2 separate regions of the Zea mays genome follow, and region 2 is linked to region 1. A link is a contact called in public Hi-C data. All regions are on one chromosome and are shown on one strand. The core of a region is the stretch at or near the end of the contact, and the rest is flanking DNA. Distances in the headings are between cores, read along the strand shown. Region 1 holds the start of LOC100273706. Region 2 holds the start of LOC107548100 (Nucleic acid-binding OB-fold-like protein).

Region 1 (5,968 bases), core at 2,786-5,285:
AGGGTCACTCAGACCCAGTAAGGATCACCACACACTTAGGTGTCTCTTGCTAGTTTTACATGTCAATGAGATTTAGACGAGGGAGGAAGAAAGCACGATCAAGAAATCCAAGCAACAAGAGCAATAAGAACACACAAGATCACACTCTCTATATTTTCTTCAAGGCACTAAGCATTAAAGATTACATAAGGCTTTTAAGTGTGGCTTGAAGTGAAGTATTGCTCTATGAATGAGAGTTGTGAAAGATTGAATGCCATTCAAGAGGGTGGTTGGGGTGTATTTATAGCCACCAACCACTTTCTAGCTGTTGCCACCTTACTGCCACACAAAAACGGTCCGCGTGCCTGGCCCGGACGTCCGCCCTTCACATCATTGGTTGTATTGCAATGGTTTGTTATAACGGCTATATCAACGACATAATTACATTAAATGTGTTGTCAGAAGTTAGATAAATTATGTCGTGGACGATCTGGTCGTGCTTCCGGACGGTCCACGTGGACGCTATAATTCATTTTACAAAACCCAGCACCTTCGGTTGGATTGATCTTCAACGGGTGGACGGTCCGCGTATAGTGTCGGACGGTACGTGACTTTCCTTCGGACAATCCACAGTAGAAATGTGCATTTGCCATAGCTCCTGTCCAAAGTTCATCGAGGTGTTGCAGACGTTATTCCAGACGATCCGTACTAGAGCCTTGGACGATTCGTGATATGCTGTTTTGAGGGTTCATCTTCCTTGAAGTATTTTCTGAGTACCTGAATTTATAACTTAACAAACTAGTTAGCTTGATTGGTTACAGTGGTCGTCAGTTACCAAAATAAGTGTGGAAATGATTTTTGGGCCTATTTCCCTTTCAATGACATTCGGTTCTTTTGAAACCCTTCACCCAAGCTCTAGCGACGAAGCTGCTACTACCCTTTTCTGGCAACGAAGATTCCATAGATGAAGCTTATGTAATTACCCCGAATCAAACTTGGAAACAAAAAGAATTCACGATTTGAGGACCTTCGGTAAAGGCACATCCTCAAAAGTAGCCCCTCGGGGGGTTAGATTGTTTTCTATAACGGGATCAAACCACAAATAAGTTGAAATGACGGGGCCTTATACCTAAGGTAAAAAAGACCTTCCTTGAAGGCGTTATCGAAAACATATATGCTCAAATAAGTTTTAACGAAGGAATTGTGAAAAAATGATTAGAACGACCCACTATTCAGCGTGTGATTATCAACTACCTTCTCAACTTCTATGCTTTTCGGGTATATAATCATACCTAGATGAATCTTATGTGTATGAAATGTTATTTTGTGAGTTGTAGGAATTCACAAAAAATAAGGAGAATTTTGACCTTCCTGTAATTCATTATGTTTGACGACTTTGTGTGGTCATCGGACATAAGAGTATGAGGTCCGACGACTATCCGTTGGCCATCTGACATACCATTCACTTAAGTCTGATGGCCTGTATGCAGCAGTGGATATAAGTTGGTTATGTCCGACGACCCGCATGCAGACCATCGGACATAACGCTGTAGGACCCATTGGATGCCATCACGGCCATCACATAGTTTAGCCGCCAACGTCCCCTAGCGGTCGTCAGACATAACTTATCTCTGACAGCAACAATCAGAGATAGGCCCTAATCCATCGAATTATGTACATACATATATGCCACTATATAATCCACCAGTTTAAACTTTGCAAAACCCGCCAAACCAAATCACCCCACACCCATAACCTCCAGTAAATCCACCAAACAAATTGCACCAAGACATAACATAGTATTAAAACCAACGGTTCAGATCGCTGGATAACCCCCTCATACTTAAATCCAATGAACAATATTATTTGGATCATCCCTTATCACTTATCCTTCATCCCCCATCAAACGTGGCTGTGTCACCCCCAGCCTCCCCTCCCCAGTCTCCCGCGTCCTCGCCGCCCTCTCCTCCTCGCTCGTGTCGCTTCCGCCAGACCAGCAACCCTTCCCATCGTGTTGCTTCCATCGTCGACCCCTCCTTTCCACAGGATCGCAGCATTAACAGACGCTATATACTAGTGTGTGTACATACATACATACACACACTAGCCAATTGCCCGTGTTTTATTGCTACGATTGTTATATATCATATAAATATGTATTGAGATATCAATTCAATTATAATTATTGTTTATTTCTAAACACTGGGGTAAGTGTCATCTGGTGGTTAGCCCCAAATTTATGGAGTAGGGGGGCATGGGGTTGGAGTGCTCGCTTTGTACTATTTTTTGCGCGATGTGGTAGCGGGATCGGGTGATAGGCAAGGGCAGTAGCTAGCTGCATGTGCGCTGGGGTCCACAAGACAGTAGGTGAGAGGCGTGGGCGTTGGGTGTGGGGCTCACAGAGCACGGCACCGAGGTGGGACGGGAAAACCATTTGAAACGTGTTATTTGGAATGTGCTATTTATCTATCAACAAATTTGTTCCAAAAAATCCATCAATACGTGCTACGGCCTACGACTACGATTATGGATAATTAATATAAATATAAGTTTTGGGGTAAGAAAAAGATAAGAGGAGAGCGATCTATAGGCCCCATATATACTTTTTGCATTCGATGATTTAAAAACTGATAATTTTTTTTGAAGAAATATGTTGATACATAAATAGCATTATCCTTATTATTTTCAATATTCTTCAAGTTCAAGGTGATACTAGTCATGCTCCCTCCACCCAGCACTGTAACTTTCCATAAAATATACTTAATTATTATTGCCCTAATCCGCCCCTTCCCACTCCACCATCTAATTGATGCCTACCATTTTTATGGGACACCACATTACCCTTGTCTTTGTTACTGTGACTGTCGTAAGACTTTTATTTGTAGATGGAGAGATGGAATAGCCGATTATATGCTATAAATAAATTAGAGGCGTGGTGACCGAAGATTTATTATTATTATTATTATCCAATGTAGATATGATCTGAATAAAATAGTTTTGAACCGTGGACGCGTCTGTTGGGTCTCTGCAGACAGCTATATACCGAAGGACCCAAAAAAAAAAGAAAACGAAACAAAAAGATAGCAGAAACGATAGGCCAAAAAGTCAACTATGGAAGCTGGTCCACGCATACGTAAACCATGGGTACGTTGCAGCTACTACGTACGTATACTATTGCTTAAGAGTTAAGAGGTTGGAGAGTAATGATGATGTGTAACTGCTGTACGTAGCAATCCCTTCGCCTTTTTGGCCCCATCCAATCAACGTCGTGGGACTAGCCATCTCAATGCAGGCTGTAGACACACTATCCGAATCTGGTTCTTTTCTGATTATTTTTTAGTTTTTTTTACCGAGTATGATGGATAAAAAGTACTCAGTAAAAAAATCGTTGCTGGTACAACATTTTTTTTGCGAGTGTTATATTTAGCAAAGTCTTCGTTGAATGTTTTTCAGGTTTTACGGATTGCTTCAGACACTCGACAAAACAACAGTTTTCGGTAATGATAGAGTTTAAAATATAAAAAATAGAAATGAGTGATCTGATGAAGAAGATAGCCCGACATCCTATCCTACTCGAGTGCAGCAAAGATCGATTATACGTAGCCGTATCATCCACCAGATTTACACGACACACATACGCGGCGAAGCTTCGCCGAGACAACATGATCAGAGAAGTAATTAAACAGATATATAATAGAGTAGAAGGAATAAATAAACAAAAAAAGGGGGGTGGGAACCGAGAGAAGAGGAAAAGCGAGATCAAAAGGTAGCTAGCGAGCGGTCCACATTTCGTCCCTGGGCTGGGTCCAGCACGTTAGCGATATATAGAGAGGTCAGTTACAGAGGAGGAGACGCCACAGCTACAGAGTCAGAAAGAAATGCCTGTGGCTGTGGACTTGTGGTGGACGCGGACGGACCTGGTGGTGTCATGTGTTGTGTGCAGCGACTCGACAGAGAGAGGCGGCGCTGTAGAAAGAAAGGGTCTTGTGTGCTGCGTCCTCCCTCTATTTAAGGGGGCCCTTGGGCGCCCTGTTTTCTTCCTCCCGCCCGATACATTTCTCGTACATCGCTCTCGCTCTCGCTCTCTCTCCTGCTGTCCACGACCGACCAAAGGCGCCGGGCACAGACTCTTCGTCGGATCCAAGAGAAGCTCGCGCCCTCCCCGACCATGGTCTCGGCGGATACCATCCGTACGGCTATCGGCGTCATCGGTGAGTCCCCTGGTCGTCCATTTCATTATTGTTGTCAACTTTGACGAACAGCATACGCCGTACGCATGCATGACGAGCATATCCTCCGGCCGATCACGCGCGGTGGCGCCTGCTGTTTTACATGTCTTTTTTTTTTGTTCCACGTTCTCCTCCTCAGTTTGCTGTTTTACTATCACCGTTGATTTTTTAAATTTTTTTAACTATTCCTCTTGTTTAAAAAATAATGAGTTATCATATTTTTTATTTATTTTATTATTTAAGGTAATTTGTTCTTAACTTAAAATTTTACATTTTTGAATTAATATTTTAAATAAGACGAGTTATCAATGTTTCGAAAAAAATCAACGGTGTCATATTTTTTTTTTTGTAAAATGGAGTAAGCTAGCTTATATGTACATCATTAACTTAATTGCGTTGGTGTTGCTGCAGGCAATGGCACCGCCCTTGTGCTCTTCCTCTCCCCGGTGTAAGAATTTATCGATTCTGCTTCTGCTTGTTATTTTTTATCTACAAATCAAAATAATAAAAAAATAATAAAAACTAGTACTACGCAATCCAGCTTTCTCCTTATAAAGAAATCAATGGATAAATTTAAAAAAAGCAGAGCATCAAACCAAGAAGAAAAACTGATGTCACGAACTTGACAGTTGACTTTTCGCGCAAACAAACAAACAAACACTACGTACTGTGCTCTGCTTATGGATACATACATGCATACTAGTAGCTCATATATGCGTACAAATGCGCCCCGCAGGCCCACCTTCGTGGGCATCTGGAAGAAGCGTGCGGTGGAGCAGTACTCGCCGATCCCGTACGTGGCGACGCTGCTGAACTGCATGATGTGGGTGCTGTACGGGCTGCCGCTGGTGCACCCGCACAGCATGCTGGTGGTGACCATCAACGGCACCGGCATGCTCATCCAGCTGACCTACGTGGCGCTCTTCATCCTCTGCTCCGCGGGGGCGGTGCGCCGCAGGGTCGTGCTCCTGTTCGCCGCCGAGGTCGCCTTCGTCGTCGCCTTGGCCGCGCTGGTGCTCACCCTGGCGCACACGCACGAGCGCAGGTCCATGCTCGTCGGCATCGTCTCCGTCTTCTTCGGCACCGGCATGTACGCTGCGCCGCTCTCGGTCATGGTACGTACGTTGTTTTCACATACATGTCGTTGATTCTTTCTCTCTATGATATGACACGAAGGTAATGTTTGTTTGTTTTCTTACTTACTTACTTACTTGGTGTCTCTGATCTGCTGTGTGTGTCTCTTTTTTTGTATATGGTTGATCAGAAATTGGTGATCCAGACAAAGAGCGTGGAATACATGCCCCTGTTCCTGTCCCTGGCCTCCCTCGCCAACAGCATCTGCTGGACCGCCTACGCGCTCATCCGCTTCGACCTCTACATCACCGTAAGCGACTATTACTAGTATAACGTGTGTGTTGGATAAATTTTACATTCATTTTTGTTTAAACACCTAGTATGCATTCGAACTACCCCGAGCCGCTGTAGCTACTACTACATCATCAGTGGGAATCTGGCAGTAACAAGTCAGGGCATGCATGCTTCAGTTAGCAGGTGGCAACCGTAGTAAACGAGAGAGACCAGTCTTTTAGTAATACATGTAGTGTGCTTGGGCGTTGGGGTCGTCGTCGGTTGATACTTGATAGCAACGTCGCCATCGGAGAACAACGTAACTGAACAGTGCCAATCATTCCCATTCGCCCTAGCGAGAGCTAGCCCCTGCAGCCACCTCTAGTCCAAGTCCAACTACACCTACGACACAA
Region 2 (5,835 bases), core at 2,690-5,189, 360 kb after region 1:
GGTTTATCGGAGATCATATCGCCGATAAAGTTTTCCCTACTGGGCGGGCGACGTGGCCGGGGATCTCGGCGTGCGTGCACGCGTGTTGGTCCACTGCCGGGCGCGGGGAAGGCGGAGCTGACGAGGCGGTTCCACGACGCAGGGAGAGGGAGCGGGCGCGCGGAGGGAACGACTCGGTGTGCTGACGAAGCTGGCCCACGAGGCAGAGACAGAAAAGGGCGCGCGAGCGAGGGCAACCGGTGCGGACAACCCAACCCCACTGGGCAGAGAGAGGGAGAGAGAGAGAGCGCGCGCTGAAGGAAACCGCCGCTGACGGGTGAAACCCACCTTTCAGGTGGCGCGTGGCCTGGCTGGGCCGAGCTGGGCCGGTTGGGCTGCTTTGGTTTTTTCTATTTCCCTGGAATTTCTAATTGCTTTTCCATTTCTTTTTCTCTAGGGTTTTCAATTCAAACTCAAACCAAGTTTCAAATTCAAACTAATTCAAACATGTGCAACAATTTAAGGAATATCTAAGCTCAGCATGATGCAACATTTCATGACTCATAATGTTTTGGTAAAAAAAATAAATAATTAATCCTTCCCTACTTAAGCTAAATCTACTCAAAAAGAAAAAGAGAGAGTGAATCTAGAGAGAGATAGAAACTAGAGTGAGAGAGAAGAGTAACACCTGCACTTGGATGATAATAAGAAAGAAATTTTATACCCCAAATTTAGGGTGTTACACCCAGGCTACGGAAGCTAAGGGTCAACGTAGCCGGAATGATGGCGCTTGGGACCATTGTCGCCCCCGCGATAGATACGCAGCAGCCAGACAGCCCTAGGCCCCACGAGTACGCGTGGACTCACCCGAGGTAAAACGCTAGTTTTACCCTTACCTTACAATTCGTTCCTAGGGAAGCCACCGTTGGCTGACCCTTGTCCTGTCCTATAAAAGGGAGAGGCTGGCCTCAAGGCAAGGGGAATCGACAGACGAATCGATAGACAGATCGAAAGACGAACTGATCGAGGAAAAGAAGGATGACCGGATGTTGGAAGGTTCTGCGTGAACCAATATACATTTTGCGTCCTCCGCGCACACCCTCCAGAGCTCGGAACACGCACACTAAATTTACTTGTTGGAGCGAGGTACGAAACACCGATATTTAGAGCTTAAGATTTGCATGCAAATAAGATAAAAATATTTATTTGGCACGCTTACCGTATAGCTTTTGCTCTAGAGAGTTTGTAGGCTATCTCCAGTATCTTATTTATTCTCATACCCATATTTAAACTCTACTATGCAAACAGTACAGTCTACAAATCTACAGTGTAAAATAGTGTAAACGATAATGCGGTGCCAGATTCACTAGTTTAGCTGGAATTCCTTAGCAGCCCTCATTCTCAACTAGATGGCATGTTGCCATGTTCTAGGCGACACAACTCGCCGGGCAGGAAGCATCTACAGGCCAGCCGCCCCGTAGCATTATATCTATATATATGCTTGAATTATTGCTCGACGTGAGAATATTAAAAGGCACAGCAGTGCAGAGAGGACCCATGCGCGGGTGGCACTATCTCCAATTTGCACAAAGAAAATACCTCTATTCAAGCGAAATCACAAAAAGGAGATCGAGAATGGCAACAGCCTTTTGTACGTCAAATGTTGTTCACTTACATATCAAATCCAAACCAAATCATCTAGCCTAAATCCATACCCAAAGATACAAAACCATGATGCACAAATGCACAATGCACAACAAAAACATATATATATATATTTGCCATAATATGCCACTAAACGAGTGATTAAATAATGTGAACGACGCATACAACATAATAACTGTATTTTCTTCAAATAAACTGAAACATGTTAAACGTAAAAAGATTCGTATACATGTATCCCACTCACCCACTCAAACAAACAAGAGTGACCAGATCCAGTAGTCTAATAAGATAATATCCAGAGCTCTGATTTCTTTTTTCAATCAAGAGAGCGTTGATTTCTTTTGCCAATCAAGAGGTGAGAGCACAGATTCTAACAGCATAAGATGACACAAATCACAGCATATTAGCAAGAAAAACATCATCATTAATCTCAACAAACTATAGAAACTGAACTGCCTCTCATTTTCATGGGAAGAAAATGGGCTAACCAAACCATACTTGTAAGTGTGAACCGAAAAAATAATACATGCCTGAATATTGCAAATATAATCCAGCAATTCCATTTTCCAATTCCACAAGTCTTTGCAACAGAAATCCAATTACTCAATCGCAATCCCATTTCGTGAACGACTACCTAATTCCGGAGACATATTCTGACTTTATGCTGCAGGATTTATTGATTTCACAATATCATTTTTTATTATGGAAACAAAAATGTTCCGGCCTTTTGCTATTTCTTGTATACAACCTTACAGATCGAAAAATAACAAACGACCACCTTAAACATTCTTTAAAAAAGAAACACATCAACGACTCAATCTCTATCTAATCTGACATTGGACTTCCATCCGTGTAATATCGAGGGAATAAATAGTAACTTCATGTCACTCAACATATTGATATAGCATACAAGAGCCTACAACATGAACGATCAGAGTTTTCTATCAAATGGCACGCACAATGGGTGATACTTTCTAGCTATAGCAGGAGTTTACTGGAAATAATGCAAAAGGATGGTCACAAGACATTACAAGCCAGATACAACCCAGTAATCATCTAATAACACAATGGTGTTCAACTCTAATCATCTACTCAATTGTGCTAACGAAGGTTAATAAACCCTTAGAAAAGATAATTTGGGTCCACAATTGCCTCATGAACATCTAAAGTCATATGTGGGTCTGTAAAGCTGACATGGTAGGAATATATATATATCTTAGAGCACAGACGGCAACAAAACAGAGGAACGCAGTGTATTGAGAAACAGTTTAGTAGTGTGGGGGCAACGACATTGCGAGTAGAAAGTAAAGATGCAGACATCAAATTGCACTGAATTATTTTTACTGTGCATACTGATCAGAGGCGAGAGGTCACAACAAGTGCCACCCGGTCACAAACATGTACCCAGACAGAATCCAACCAAGGAACCCAGTAGTTGAATACAAAGAATAACACCAGGGATGAACTGAACATAAGAGGCATTAGAAAAAAAAAATTGGATCATGCCCAACCAAATATATCATATTAACAGAAAGGGAGAGGAACGGTTCGTTCAGTCCCATACTTGCTATATCACCATATGGGGTTATTGGGCACAACAAGTGCCCCCAAATCATTATACACAGTACTCTCCGCCCAAATCATTATACCATCACCACGACTACCATTCTTCAGTCATGGTAGCCACCACAAAACAGAAGGATACAATTGTTTTGCATACGTTTAGTTTACCATGGAAAGGGACCGTGTGGAAGAGGCGATCATCAGATCTTGTCGATGTCCTCGTCCTCGAACTGTATATAGTCATCCTGCGCGCCGGCTTCCTCCTCATCAACGACGCCCTCGTTGAGCCTGACGTTGTCGGGGATCTCGCCGTAGGCCTTGAGCAGGCGGGCCTCGTCGTTCATGTACTTGAGGATGACGTCCGCCTTGTCGTCCTGGTAGTCGCGCAGGCCGACGAGCACGATGTCCCCGGCGGCGATCCACACCTTCTTGTGCATCTTGCCCCGGATGTGGCAGAGGCGCTTGGTGCCGTCGATGCAGAGCGCCTCGCAGCGGCCGTTGCCCAGCATCCGCGTCACCTGCGCGTACTCCTGCCCGTCCTCCTTGAACACCAGCTCCCGCTTCTCGTCGTCCGCCTCGTTCTTGCCCCGCTTCCGGTTCTTGCCTCCCTTTCCCTTGTTCTTCGGCATCGCGTTGCGGGCGAGGAAACCTTTAGCGCCGCTTGATGGGAGCGGCGGTGGGGCTTTGGGCGCTCGGCAGCTAAGTTCCGTTGGGACTTGGGTCGTTGCCTTTTGGTTTGATTTATAGAAAGAAGAAGCAAAAGGCCCCGACGAGCACGGCAGGAGATGTGAGCCGTTCGATCTAACGGGATGTGAGGATTTTGACGGTGCCGATGGGTCGTGTCTTCGTGGGGCCGCCGACGCAGGACCTTTCTTGGGCCCACCTCCGGACGGGACCCGACGACCGAGTAGGAATAGGTTCTCTATTTTCTTTCGGTTGCTTGGAGAACCGGATACGCGGCGGCCGCGCCTGGGCCCATCACAGCTGGGCAGCTGACGTGAATTGACGGATATTATTTATTTAATATTTGTTTTTATATTTTATTTTGGATTAGGATTAGATACAGATATTATCAAGTTGTGTCAGTTAAGATGTAAATAATTATTGACATTTTAAAAATCCAACTTTAAAAATACGGATACAGATAAAGATCAGATACGGATCAGATATAGAATATCCAAACTTAGATACGAATCACATCTTAGCCCTCTTAAACAGATCAAATTTAAATACGAACGAATAATATCATACCATTTACACCCTTAGGTATATCCCTCACGACTCATTTTAATTTCTATACCTTACTCACTATATATTAGAGTTGAGAAATTCATACCGATGTTACAGTTTCGATAATGGTATCGCTTGTTGGGCTTGTGCGCCAAATAACACAACTACAGATCTAAATGAAGTGCTTGTTATTGCAATACTAAGAAATACTATATGCCACACAATGAATCCATGTTTTGATCATTTACTGCCGTAGGGTAAATGATAAAAGAGCACAACAACATGTTGGTCTCCTGTCAAGATTCCTGTAAGAAACTAAAATAGGGCAACACAATCAAATTGATGAAACCTTCCTCTTTTTTCACTCATGCAGAGAGAAAAAAGAGGCCAAGGGTACAAGGTGAAACAAATGTAGAAAACATGTGAGATCAAATATAAGAATAAAGGTGTCATAGAACCTAGTCATTGATCTTTCTTTGATCTTTATATTGTTTATCTCTGCAATTGCCGATAAATATGAGTGAGTACCTTCGAGATACTTGTTGGTATTCAAAGATGTGTTTGTCTCAGTAGGTTTGGAGGTGGAGCATTTCAGTGAGGTGTGAGCACGTGAATCGTCCCGAAAAGGCTCCACTCTACATGACACTGTATTTATATTTATAGGAACATGGTAACACATAACTTCATGTGAAATGACATTTGTGCCCTTAAACTTCATAGACATCATCTTTAGAATCCAATGGAGGCATTGATGTACTTTCCTTCGCAAAACGTGTCGTGCAATCTGCATGGCACTATACACCTATTTATAGTGACGACTCAGTACATCTTTGTATAAAATTACAAACATACACTCAGTTCCTATACATATAAACTATGAATCTTGTGGGGATAACATCGTATTTCTACCTTGCAGACGTGTTGGACATGCCTCTATATCCTTCTTCTTTGCCTTCGTATGTCTCCTGTTGCGTGCCGCTGTTACAAAGTCGAAGCTATCCAGCTTCATTCTTGTACAAGCATTGCTCCGGACGATGATTCTGAACGAAGGCTAACATCGTGGCTACTTCGAAACACTTGAAATGTGCTTTAAAACGATCGATGAAACAATGCTTTGAGGACCTTCGTCAATAAAGAGTCCCAACAATTATCTTTTTTTTGCATAAAACCTATTTAGGCATATAACCTAGCTTTTCATAAATAAATGTTTAATAATGTGTTTTATAATTTTTTAGACATTCCACTCATGGTTCTCTAAAAAGGCTAAATCGGTGCACCTAATGTTCTATTTATTTATTATTTAGATATTTTCAAACTTATATCTTGTAATATAAAAATAAGAAACCAAACCTCTTGGAAAAAGAGCGTCTTTTCATTATAACTTTTGTTTTTGAATGC

Evidence for each region. A called contact is a pair of places that touch in the nucleus more often than the background predicts.
Region 2: a contact with region 1 is called in a Hi-C map of ear, with 1.9 times the contacts expected there. The contact joins the promoter of LOC107548100 here to the promoter of LOC100273706 in region 1. A contact is called at or near these places in 3 of 25 Hi-C or Micro-C datasets (ear, leaf and tassel).

Annotation. Positions count from the first base shown.
Region 1 is chr5:130,297,438-130,303,405 of Zm-B73-REFERENCE-NAM-5.0, forward strand. It overlaps LOC100273706, which reads left to right and starts at 4,036. Exons shown (of 5, transcript NM_001148118.2): 1 at 4,036-4,190; 2 at 4,620-4,656; 3 at 4,945-5,323; 4 at 5,473-5,592. The coding sequence starts at 4,148.
Region 2 is chr5:130,653,031-130,658,865 of Zm-B73-REFERENCE-NAM-5.0, forward strand. LOC107548100 (Nucleic acid-binding OB-fold-like protein) reads right to left here and starts at 3,940. Exons shown (of 1, transcript NM_001323008.1): 1 at 3,176-3,940. The coding sequence starts at 3,836. The coding sequence ends at 3,408.